2 separate regions of the Gossypium hirsutum genome follow, and region 2 is linked to region 1. A link is a contact called in public Hi-C data. All regions are on one chromosome and are shown on one strand. The core of a region is the stretch at or near the end of the contact, and the rest is flanking DNA. Distances in the headings are between cores, read along the strand shown. Region 1 holds the start of LOC121227947 (probable LRR receptor-like serine/threonine-protein kinase At1g53440). Region 2 overlaps LOC121227948 (a long non-coding RNA gene).

The links. A called contact is a pair of places that touch in the nucleus more often than the background predicts.
Region 2: a contact with region 1 is called in a Hi-C map of leaf, with 2.8 times the contacts expected there. The contact joins the enhancer-like site here to the promoter of LOC121227947 in region 1. A contact is called at or near these places in 8 of 34 Hi-C or Micro-C datasets (callus, hypocotyl and leaf).

The regions. Positions count from the first base shown.
Region 1 is chrA04:11,517,137-11,523,500 of Gossypium_hirsutum_v2.1, reverse strand. It overlaps LOC121227947 (probable LRR receptor-like serine/threonine-protein kinase At1g53440), which reads left to right and starts at 3,293. Exons shown (of 24, transcript XM_041110919.1): 1 at 3,293-3,830. The coding sequence starts at 3,716.
Region 2 is chrA04:11,591,236-11,597,599 of Gossypium_hirsutum_v2.1, reverse strand. It overlaps LOC121227948 (a long non-coding RNA gene), which reads right to left. Exons shown (of 2, transcript XR_005925470.1): 2 at 6,133-6,364. Among protein-coding and RNA genes, the nearest start is that of LOC121227948, 5.3 kb to the right of the region's middle. Within about 2 kb of position 4,104, at least 8 of the 9 cell types and tissues checked have an H3K27ac peak or open chromatin away from gene starts, as enhancers often do. A contact at or near this core is called in hypocotyl and leaf, where this site is marked.

The DNA of each region.
Region 1 (6,364 bases), core at 2,044-4,543:
GAATTTAATAAAATTGTTTTATCATATAAGTTCAATACATCATTTGGTACTTATGTTTAACACTTTTATTTAATGTAATTTTTATTTTTATTTTTATTCAATGTGGTATCTATAGTTTGTCAAAATTATACATTTTTACATGAAAGTGATAGTGTTAATTTTTTTAGTATTTAATTCGGGTTTCAAAGTTAGTTTGATGGAAATTCATAATTTATTAATAATATTAACAAGTAACTTTCGTCAAATCAACTCTAAAATTCGAAAACTATCACGGATGTTATATTGTATTTAACAAATTAAACTAATAGTTCTATTCTATTAGCAAAATCATGAAAACTCAAATCTAATAATATTAAAAATTTACTTTCATCAAATCAACTTAAAACCCAAATTAAATACTAAAGAGTTAATATCGTTACTCATGACACCAAATTAAATATATAATTTTTATTAAATACATGTACCACTTTAAGAAAATACAAATATCACATTAAAAAAATCAATCTCAATATCAAATAATATATTAAATCTATTATACAACATTAAAATGTGTATTGAAAATTATATACATCATTATTGCCAATGAAAGACGTGGGGTCAAGTGCGCTGAAACGCATTATCCTCCTATTTATGAGTTAGAAAGGACTATAGACAATTCTAGACATTGTATCAAAAAAACATCCCAACCTATATATATAAAATCTAAGATTTAGCGATATTTTATTATAGTTTTTTTTAACAATCTTCTTATAGGTTTTGAGTATATTTGCTCTTTTTACCCAACCAATAAATAGGAGGACAATGCGTTTTAAAGCATTCAAACCTACGTTGTCCTACATTAGCAACAATGTCCATAACAATCGAGCTAAGGCACAACCATCAATTATAATGTGATGTTAGAACATACCTTAAGAGTTCACAAAAGAGTAAATGATAAATTTTAAAACTACACATAAATATTGATTTAATATGTAATTTGATATATAAACTTTAATTTGACCCAATTATACATATGTAACTCTTATAAAAATATAATTTTGATTCGATTATACACATTTAAAGAAATACATAAAGCAATTAATTTTATATTAGTTTATAGGCTTTTTTTTCTATAATAATACATAAAAATAATTAATAACCAGAATAATATGAAAAAAATGTTACCTAAATAATTTGAACTATGCATTTGGAACCCAAAATCTATATGGTAGCAGATAATTTTGGGTTAAAATAGTTACACTAATTATGTCAAAAACAAATAGATATAATCCGAAATCGATAAACGATATATCGATTTGGGGTTGTTGGTAACGCATGAGAATGCCAAATCATCATGGTGGCTGACAATTGGCGGATGAGTGTGTAATTAACGCCAACCACCGCTCGTGACAATAAATGCCATTCCACCCCCTACCCTACTTCTATTCCACACGCCCATCCTTTTCTTCACTCTCAAATTCCCTCAACCCCACTCCCAAATCGGCAACCTATTTGGCTGGTCATTTCCAATAAAAAAAAAATCAAAATTACTCCTCAATACTCAAAACCCTAAACCTAAATCACTTTTAAAACCCTAAAACCACATAAAAAATCATTTTTTCCTTTTACAATCCAAAAATAAATGGTTTTTTATAATTATAATTTATTTTAAATATAATTTAGTAGTTGACATATTTGGTTTGAAATAAATTGAATCGATAAGATAAGTGCTTCTCCAACTAATATAATTTATTTTTATTAAATTATATGTTTATTGTTATTTGAAAAATAAATGGCATGTTATTAATAAATGCGATTATTATAAGTATTATAATAATTAGTGAATAATGTAGAAATTATGTTATTATTTGTTTGATTGAAATAAATATTGTTATATGTACATGTAGTAAACATTAGATAATATTCTACAAACAAATTTTATTAGCATATAAATTTTCATTTTTTTTAAAATTATAGAAATATTAGTTTAGGTTTCATGTTAAGTAAATAATTGTGATATAGAAAATTTGTAAATTTAAGTAATTTTGATTTCTAAATATTTATGTAATTATTGTATGTAGTATTTTTTTTATTGAATTTGGTATTATGATATAAGTGTGTGTTTAGGGTTTGAAACATTTATTTCTAAAGTTTAGGTTATGGCATTGATATGATTGCCTCACGTGTTTGATGATATGGAAAATTCGGATAAATTTAATTTAATAGTTATAAGATTTTAAAAACAAATTTATAATTTGCATTGAATTATTGACTAAATAAATTGGCAGTTAGTTGTTGGTATCCCCATAATTGGGACATGACCAAATTCATGAATATTTGGATGTTGTTGGATTCGAAAATGTCTTAAACATGAGGCCCTGCACAATTTGCCCAGAGTTAATTGTTGCGTTGTTGGAACGATAACAACCGAGGATGCATACTTTTTCACTTATCATGTGGGGAGTATACCCATTGATGATTGGTCGTAGTAGGGGAGACGACACCTACCATGACTTTTGTTTCCAAGACATATATCATATATTTTAGGTAACTAATTTTCTTTTTGTTGGAAAAAAAATTAAATCTATGACTAAAATTTTATTATTACCAAATATTTGTTGGTTGGTTTTCGATACTTGAAAACTTTAACTCATCTTCTCTAAGTAGAACTATCTTTTAAGAAATTTGCCAACTCTATTAACTCATTGTTTTTTTCTTCTTCTCTTGATTAACTGTTTTTTTTTCCCACTTGGAAGCTTAACAAGAATTGGCTTCTTAAAAAGTTGGAGATTTTTAAATAAAGTTGGCGATTTTTAAATATTTCTATTTACGATAGGTTTGAGATTCTGGACCTCAAATCATGTCAAACGGTAGAAGATTACCTCGAAAGCCTAAGGGTGGGTTTGGAGGAGCGGTGCGGTGCGTTTAGCTTACTTTTTGTCTCACGCTACAGTATTACTACAGTATTTAATCTCACTGCCACTGCTGTTTTTACACTAACCGCAGGTAACCGCACCGCTCATTCAAACTCACCCTAAATCCACATGATAGCTGTGGATTTACCAGCAAAGATTGTTTACTACACCTGAGAACCCCAATATTGATTACCGATTTGGGGTTTCGAAGATTCCTTATCTGTTTAGGACATAATCACTGTCACTGCTTCAACCCCAAATCAACAGTCGTCCTCTCCATTTGGGATTTTTATGCACACTTTATATTATTTACATAATTTTTTTGGAATAATAATTATTTCGGGAAAAAGAAGCCCGGTTTATATATAGATATTGTAGGTACTGTATAATATTGATTTTGACTCTTCTAAGTAATAAATGCCGGCAACCGCCACCAAAGTCAAAGCGTGTGGCAGCGCCCGCTGCTGTAGAAAGCCTTAAACGGCGGCTCCTCCCCTGTCTCCATTTGATTCCTCAACTCATATATTTCTCACTCATTCCTGCGTCATTTTCTTTTCTTTTACATTAAAAAAGAAAAACCAGAAACCAAAGACAAAAATCTTCACACAAAAAAATCACACATTAATTCCTTTCCTTACGTTTGCTATTCTGTCAATAAAAACGACGTCTATTATATCATAACTTTATAACCATAACAACTACTCCACTTCGATTCCTCAGAAAGAAATCAACACTGTTCAAACAAAATCAAAGATACATTTGAGTTTTTTTCTTTTGGTTTTTAGAAGAAGAGAAAATTTGGGGTGTGGAAGAAGAGAAAAATGGGGTTTGTTTTCTCCCTATTTAAGATGGTCTCTGTTCTTTTTCTGGGTTTTTTGGCTTTGAATTGCTTCACGGAGTTTGGGTCAAATGCTCAAGTTTTGCCTGATAGTGAAGGTATGCATACTCTCTCTATAATTTATTCTTTATTTTGTTTTTTTGCTTTTGTTGTTGTTGTTTTTTTTTCTCTTTTGAAGTGAGTGTTTAAGTTAGTATTACTCTGTTTGGTTCCTAAGATTTCAAAGGAAAAAAACAGAGCATGTGAAGAAAATATACCTTCATTCTTCTCTTTAAGTTTCAAGTTTCTGGGGTTCCAAATTTTTCGTTTTGTTTTAAAAAAGAATGCTATTGTTCTGGATATAACTTAACAATTTTTGCTGCAAAATTTAAAGTTTTACTGAATTTGTAGCACAAATCTTTATTAAAAATGTCACACTACGATGCAAAGCTTTGTATTTTTTTGGATAGTGATGGTTTAGTTTGTTTGTTCATAGATGATACATGGTTACATAACTCTGTTTGGTTGCTAGGAAAATTCTAGTGAAAGAAAACAATTATAATTCATCTTAAGTATTGTTTGGTTGATGAGAAAATATGGGATACATGAATAGAAGAAACTATTGGAATATTTCAAAGGAGTTCATTGTGCGACTTTGTTTTTGTTTTCTCTTGCTACTTCTCTGTTTGGTTGCTGGGAAAATAAATAAATGTTTAAAGACAATGTTATATCCTTTATCCAGCATTTACTTTATCTTGTTGTTTCTACCAGTTTTTGATTGAAAGAAATATTTTCTCAGCAAACAAACAAATGATAACTATAATTATTATTTTTTAATTATTTATCATTTGGATTGCCTATTTTCTTGGACCAAATCAACTGGTTTTAGATTTTTTTAAAAAAATCTATTTTTTAAAGCTTTTTGAATATGTTGCTTTCATTTCCTCAAAAATTTTATAATTATCAATTTAGAAAAGGGAATTTCTGTTTCAAATCCATAGATATTCTTTTTTTTTTAATTTGCATAAATACTTTTTAGTCCCTCTAATTTTACAAAAAAAAAATCACCCAAAAATATATGGAAAAGTTATGTTAATTTTTACCTTAATTTTTACTGATATGGCATATATCCATAATTAATTAATTTTTTAAAATTTTAAAAATTAAAAATTATTAAAACCATAAAAATATAAAAATATTTTTTTAATTCTTAAAAATCAATTAATTGTTAACATACAACAAAGTTAACAAACGTCAATTTTTTCATTCATTTTAGGATAATTTGATAAACAATACAAATTTAAAGACTAATAAAGACGAAAAATTAAATAAAAAACTAAAATAATTTATTTTTGTAAAGTTGAAGGGCCAAAAAAATCATTATAACTTTTTTAATTCAACTTTGATTGCTTGATGTAGTAAAATGGTCCCAATCCTTGGCCTACAATTTGGACATTATCCCTATTTGCCTTCCATTGTTTGTACAAGTTGATATAGTAAATTGGCCTACAATTTGGATATTTTCCCTATTTGCCTTCCATTATTTCTACAATTTGGATGCAAGTAGTTTATGTGAATATTGAACACTTAGTTTAAGAAAGTCAGAGCCATAGGATGGTTTCAGTCAATGGTTAAATTACATATGATGGGCTAATTATTATACTATAATGTTTCATATGCTTAAACTATGAATTATTGTTTGATGGGACTATTAACTTTTTTGTGGTGAATGTACTCGAAAGGTCTCTCTATTATAAGGATTTGATCAAATTAGTACCTCTATTATTAAATAGATTTCGTTAATCCTTGTACCATTAAAAAGAATAAAATAGCACTAAATTGGAATGGAGTTAGCATTTACTAAATAAAAAATGTCATACAATTTAATAAAATTAATATATTTGAAGTTTTTATAGTTTTGTAAATGAAATATTTTATACAGTAAATGTTAAGATTTGGGCTTATTTTTTTTAATAGTATAGGGATTAAATCGATTCATTTAATGATAAAGGGACTAATTTGATACAATTCCTATATAGGGACTTCCCAAAGTACCTTAACCCTTCTTTTGCCAGTATATATTTATCTGTTTTCATGCTGCATTTTAATAATCATAATATATCCTTAATTAATATTTAAAAATATTTTGACTTCTTAAATTAGATGAGATCGTAGAATACTTTGATTTTTCTTTTTGTTAAGCCGTAAAGGTGGAGTCAGATTTTGATATTCGAGGTTAAAATATGCTGTTAGTCACTTTATTTTAAAATTTAATCCCTATATTTAAAAAGTTAAAAATTAAGTTCTCTTACTTTTCTAATTTTATAAATCTCAATCATTGTTAGTATTTTCTGTAAAAATGTGTCAACTTGGCATGCTGATTAGAATGCTCTCATATGATGTTACTTATGATTGGCAAAAAATAAACATATTAAGTTGATAAATTTTGATAGAAATTAAAAACAATAATAATGATTTTACTAAAGGTTTTAAATTTTAAAAATAAGAGGAGTAAAGAGACTAAAATTCAAATTTTAGATAAGAATAGGGACTAATAGCATATTTTAACTTTAAATACGTAAACAATTTTGACACTAAAATGAGAAAAATCAAAATCCCAGAGTGACTAATAGTGCAAATAGGGTCAACTTAG
Region 2 (6,364 bases), core at 2,855-5,354, 73 kb before region 1:
AGAAAGACCTTAACGATAATGTTGAGATTGGACCATTTTTTTAAAAAAATAATTTTAAGTTTTCATAAAAAGATAATCAAAAGGGGTACAACAATAATATCGAGACACGACTTATTTTTTTAAAATGGATGTGATTTTTGATAAAATGGTAACTAAAAGGACCTCAAAGATAATCTTGAGGCTTAATCAATTTTTCAAAAATGGATTTGACTTTTGATAATAATAGAAAAGACAATCGAAAAAGATCTCGATGGTAATCTCGAGGCTCAATCCTGAAGCTTAGCTTATTTCTTGAAAACAAATTCAATTTTTGGTAAAATGATAACTGAAAGGACCTCAACGTCAATCTCAAGGCTCGATCCATTTCTTGAAAACATATTCAATTTTTGATAAAATGACAACTAAAAAGACCTTGACAATAATCTCAAGGCTCAACCCATTTCTTAAAATGAATTCGATTTTTGATAAAATGAAAATTAAAAGACCTCAATAGCAATCTCGAGGCTCGACCCATTTCTTGAAAACATATTTGATTTTTTTTAAATAAATTGAAATTTGAGAAAACATAATCAACTTGAGTTTTGAAAATAGTCTTGAGTAAACAATCTAGAGTTTCAACGAGTTAAAGGCAGAGTATTCATACTAAAATATCTTTCAAGAATAACCTATTCATAATGAATTTCAAATGTACTGATCCTAAATGCTTTTATGCTTTAATGATGATAATGTACATATAGGATTTTCAACTTGAATCCACCCTTGGTAATCATAATTGCACATTCTAGCTCCACTAGTTGGGTTTTCAACTTGAATCCACCCTTGGTAATTATAATCACACATTCTAGCTGCACTATTTGGGTTTTCAACTCAAATCCATCCTTGGTTTTAAGACGCACTTTTTCATCTTGAAACCCTTTTGTCTTCTCTCTCTTTTTCTTTTATATTGTTTTTGTTGTTCTAAAGCGCTCTTTCAAGTTTTTTCCTTGAACTTCTTTCTTTTGTTTGTTTGTTGTATTGAAAGTTGAGAAAACATAATGAACTTGAGTTTTGAAAACAATCTTGAGAAAATAGTTTAGAGTTTCAATCGGTTAAAGGCAAAGTATTCCTGCTAAAATCTCTTTCAAGAATAACCTATTCATAATGAATTTCATGTTTGTTATGATGTGAATGTACTTATCCTAAACGTTTTCATGCTTTAATGATGACAATGCACACATAGGTTTTCATCTTGAATCCACCCTTGGGGATCATAATGGCACATTCTAGCTACACTATTTGGATTTTCAACTCAAATCCACCATTGGTTTCAAGACATCCTTTTTGAGTTTTCATTTAAAAACCTTCTTCTTTTTTTTTTTCCGTTTCTTTTATATATATATATATTTGCTTTGAAGCACCCTTTTAGGTTTTCACCTCGAACTTTTTTCTTTTTGTTTTTTGTTTTACGCATAGTACTTCTTCACAACATCAAAATTCATAGGATTAGGCTATTCTTTCCCATCCATCTTTATCAAAATCAATGCTTCTCTAGAAAAAGTCTTTTTCATCACATATTACCCTTCCCAATTTAACATCCAGTTTCCTCTAAAGTCTTTCGTATAGGAAGGATTTCTTCAACATCAACTCTCCTTTATGGTATTCCCTCGGGTGAACTCTCTTGTCATGAGCCTTTATCTTTCGTTTCTAATATATTTTTCTATGACATATCGCTTTCAACCTCTTTTCCTCTAAGATTCAATTGTTCATACCTTTTTTTGGATCCATTCGAATTCTTCCTATTTCAGAGTCATCAAAACCTACTAAAAATCTTTACTTTAATCAATAGCATTGCTTTCCATTCCATATGCCAAGGAAAATGGTTCTGCTCCTATAGAAGTTTGCATAGAGGTATGATATTCATAAAATGTGAAAGGTAATTTCTTGCGCCAATCTTTATAGGTTTTAGCCATCTTCTCAACAATTCTCTTAATGTTCTTGTTGGTTACTTCAATTGCTCTGTTCATCTTTGGATGGCATGGTGCTGAATTATGGTTCTTGATCTTAAATTGTGCACATATTTTTGTAACACCCTTCACTCATCCCAACGACCGGTATGGATTTGAGTTGCTACAATGACATTTTCAAGCTTATACAAAATTAAACTATTATGAAAATGGCCCTTTTCATGACATATTCTTGTTCTTTAAAAGAAACTAACTACATTTAGAAGATTTAGAGATAAATTGAAATCGTTTTTAAGCCATCAAATACTAATCGGGACAATTAGTCTCAAGTACATTTCACAGTGAAAGTCTCAAAACCATTTATGAAATCAAACTTGAAGACAATTTAATAAAATCATAAAATTTAGATAAAATTAGTTTGAAGCTTACGAACCATTTTAAAATCTTTTAGAAACATTTTGAGGGTGATTGGAGGTGTTTGGGGTCAATTCTAACCCACCAAAAGTCAAAACAAGTCAAAACAATGCAATATGGGATAATGTGGTGCATGATCTTGTGACATTATATAATATTGCAACGTTGTATTACATGATGTTGTGACATCACTCTTTGCATTCCCAATGTTGCAACATTGAGAGGGATGATGTTGTAACATTGCTCTCTATATGCTCAATGTTGTGATGTTGCAAGGGATGAGGTTGCAACATTGTAGCAGAGCAACTCAAAGCACTTTAAAAAAAATTGAAACATCAAAATGTATTATTAAGCTGAAAAACATTTCAAACCACATTCAAATGACATATAAGATTCACATTCATTCCAAAAATGAACTCAAAGTAATTGAGAGCCATTACAAATAATAAATTTGAATAAATCCTTCACATTAAATTATAAACACTTTGTACAAATCTCTAATAGGTTCAAGCCCTTATGAACTTGCCATTCCAATGACACATCATGGAACATTGCCATAGGTTAAACCTTCTTTAGTCATTGAGTGGTGATGTGATGCGTCCAAGTTGCAAACTCAATCCTCTTGGAAAGATTTTATTTATGTGTTTAAACAACTAATTCAATATGCTTGGAGAGTTTAGTAAGTACTTAAGGATTATATTAGCTTGACTTTGGTGGATGAAGATTTTCTACTTGTTTTTGGTGGGAAAGTAAAAGGTATAGGTCAAACTTCGGTAAAAATTTTGGATTGAAAGGAAGAACAATTGAGAAAAGTCTCTTTTAATTTCTCCTATAATGGGGTTCTCACATTTCTCTTTTCTTTTCTTTTAAAACCCCTTACGCTTGGTGTAAGTTAAGGTCTGTATGATTCACTTTTAACCACCATATAAGAATCTAATCTAATGACTTCAAATTATTCCTAGTAATTTAATATTTCCAAACATAATTTTAATATAACTTTTAAATAAAATGATTAAAATGTATTTTAACTTCCTTTTTTACTCCATTCATGACACCTAATACCTCCAAAATCCCCATAGTTGTACTTATAATTACTATTTGATAATTCGTGCATAAATTTGCATTTAAAATCTTTCTCGAGAATTTGAAAATTTTATGATTTACTCCTTAAAATTTAGTTCAAAACTCCCTTTTCTTCGAGCTTACTCACTTTTCTGATCCTATGACACTTTATCACTGCTATTTAACTCAGCTCTTCATTACTAGGGAATTTTCACTTTATGTTCTTGTACTTTTAAAAGTTTATAATTTGGTCCGAAAAGTGACTCCATCATAACTTTTTGAGAATTTCAAAATTCGAATGAAATTAAAACATGCAGAGACTAAAGATGTAATTAGAAAACAGGGAAACCCTTAAAAATCAAGGCAAAAAAAATCCACCGACGGATTTTTTTCCTCTAGCTTCTTCTTCTTTCTCCGGCGGCGGGAACCTAACGTTCTCTAATTTCCAGCGGCGGTGCACGGTGGCTATTACAAAAAAATATCTTTCTTTTTTTTTTTTCTTTTTATTCAAAATCTCTTCTTCTTTCTCTTAAAACCGATTTTTTTTTCCTTTCAAATCAGTTACTCTTGAATAAAAAAATCAAAACATTTCCCTTTTCTTTGTTTTATTCAAAAGCTTTGACCTTCTCATCTGGCATGTGCGGGACCAGCTTCTAGGGCTTCAAAACCCTAACCTGAACTCTCATAAAAGATGGGTCTCTAGGGCTTTGGACCAATCAAGCTTGACCTACACTTGGACTTTCACTTAAACTCAACTTAGCCATGGACCCAAATTTGGACCTTCAACTTGACTTGATTTGAACTTAGATTTTATTGATTTTTAAAACAAATCCCAAAACCTGAAATATTTTTGTGTTTAAAAATGAAAACATAAATTATAAAAATAAAAATGATTTTTTTATTGTTTAAGGGTGCAAAAAAATCTCAAATTTTTTTTAAAAAAGGTAACGATGTTCCAGTTTTTTTTTACTCATTTAAGTACTTAAAATTTTAAAATACATTAAAAAAGCCTTCGAATCTTTTCAAAAAAAGTAATTAAGCCTCTAATTTTTTTTTGCATTCAATTGAGTACTTGAATTTTCAAAATACATAAAAAAGATCTTCAAGTTTTTTTAAAAAAAAAAAGCAATTAAGCCATTACTTTTATTAAAAATTAGAAAAAAATATAAAAATGTAGAAATTTAAAAAATTATAAAATTTTATGAAGTCGTAAGAAAATTATACAAAATGTAAAGAAATATAAATTTTGTAAAAAAATTATAAAAAATTATTGTACCCAAAGAAGCATTTTATAATTTTTCTATAACTTTTATTGATTTTTATTTTTTTATTATTTTTCACCGCATGTCGCGTTGTGTTGTAACACGTGATGTCTTTAATTAAGAAATACTAGGGGTTGTTAATTTTTTATGATTTTTATAAAATTTTACATTTTTTTATTTTTTACGATTTTTATAAAAAATTATAATTTTTATTAAATTTTAATAAAATTTTTAAAATTTATTGTTTATAATTTTTAATTAGAGCATGGGTTTAATTGCATTTTTGAAAAATTTTGAGGGTCTTTTTGATGCATTTTGAAAGTTCAAATACCTAATTGAGTAAAAAAAGAGGGAGTTTAATTGCTTTTTTGGAAGAAGTTTGAGAGCTTTTTTCTTTTATGCATTTTGAAAGTTTAAATGCTCAATTAAATGCAAAAAAAAGAGACTTAATTATTTTTTTTAAGTTTAAAAAGCTTTTTATATCTTTAAGCCTTTCTTTATAAACAAAGTTTTCTAATTTTCTATTTTTTAAATGAATTTGAGTTAGAGTTAATTTAAATTCAGTGGACCAATTTAAATAAAGTCTAACTCCTTCAAAATTTAAGCAAAATCTAATTCAATTCCTGTAAAATTGTGAAAACAATTTAATTTAGGCTCTGTTTGTTTGCCAGTAAAATGTTTTCCGAAAAATAATTTCTGGAAAATGATTTACTTTTCTAAAAATGATTTACTTTTCTGGTGTTTGGATGAGTCTGTTAAAATATTTTTTGTTGTTTGGCAGAATTCTTAAAAATATTTTCCGAAAAAGCTGTTTTTACGTATATTAACAAATTTATATTTTAAATTGTTTTTACATATATTGCAATGATTTATTTATAAATAAATAAATCAAATTAAATATATAATAATACTCAATTATTAAGCTCGAATATTAACCGTTATAAATTGAAAATAACCAAAATCAAATAAATTATTTCTAATTGTGTTATAAAATAATAAAAAACAAGGATTTAATAATTATAGAAATTAATACTAGAAACCAATATATATAAAACCCTTAATTTTATTAAAGTACTCATGTCATATATATATATATATAATATTAATATGTACAGACTCGTGCATGGGATAAACTCTTCAAATACATGGTTCAACATAAGTGTTAGAACATGAATCTTGCAAGAAAAATGAATAAACTCCATAAAGCAATGTTTGATGGAAATTATGACAACTGACCATAAAAGTCCTAATTAGAATCTTAATTCCTAAGAAGAATGTATAAGAAAATCCATTAAATCAATCTCTTCTTTTCTATTATCTTCTTAAACATATTTCATCTTTGTTTCGATCTTCAGTAGGTACCAAAATTTTGTTCCTTTATGTTCCTAAACCTCCTGCCATTTTCTTTTAATGGTTGAAAAAAGAAGGAAAAAGAGTGCATAGAAACAGAGTTAAAACAACCAACAACAGAGAGTTGAAATTAGATAAGGAAGAGGGACATAAAAATGAAAGGAGAACCTCAATCCAGTTTCTTCATCTGTACATTTATTAACGTTCAATTTGCTGACCCTAAAATCCAATTGAATTTCTCTTATGGCTCCATTAGTGAGAAGATGATGAGCAATCAATTATTTGATGCTTCCTACATTAAAAAAATAAAGAAGAAAAAGTTTCTCATCGATG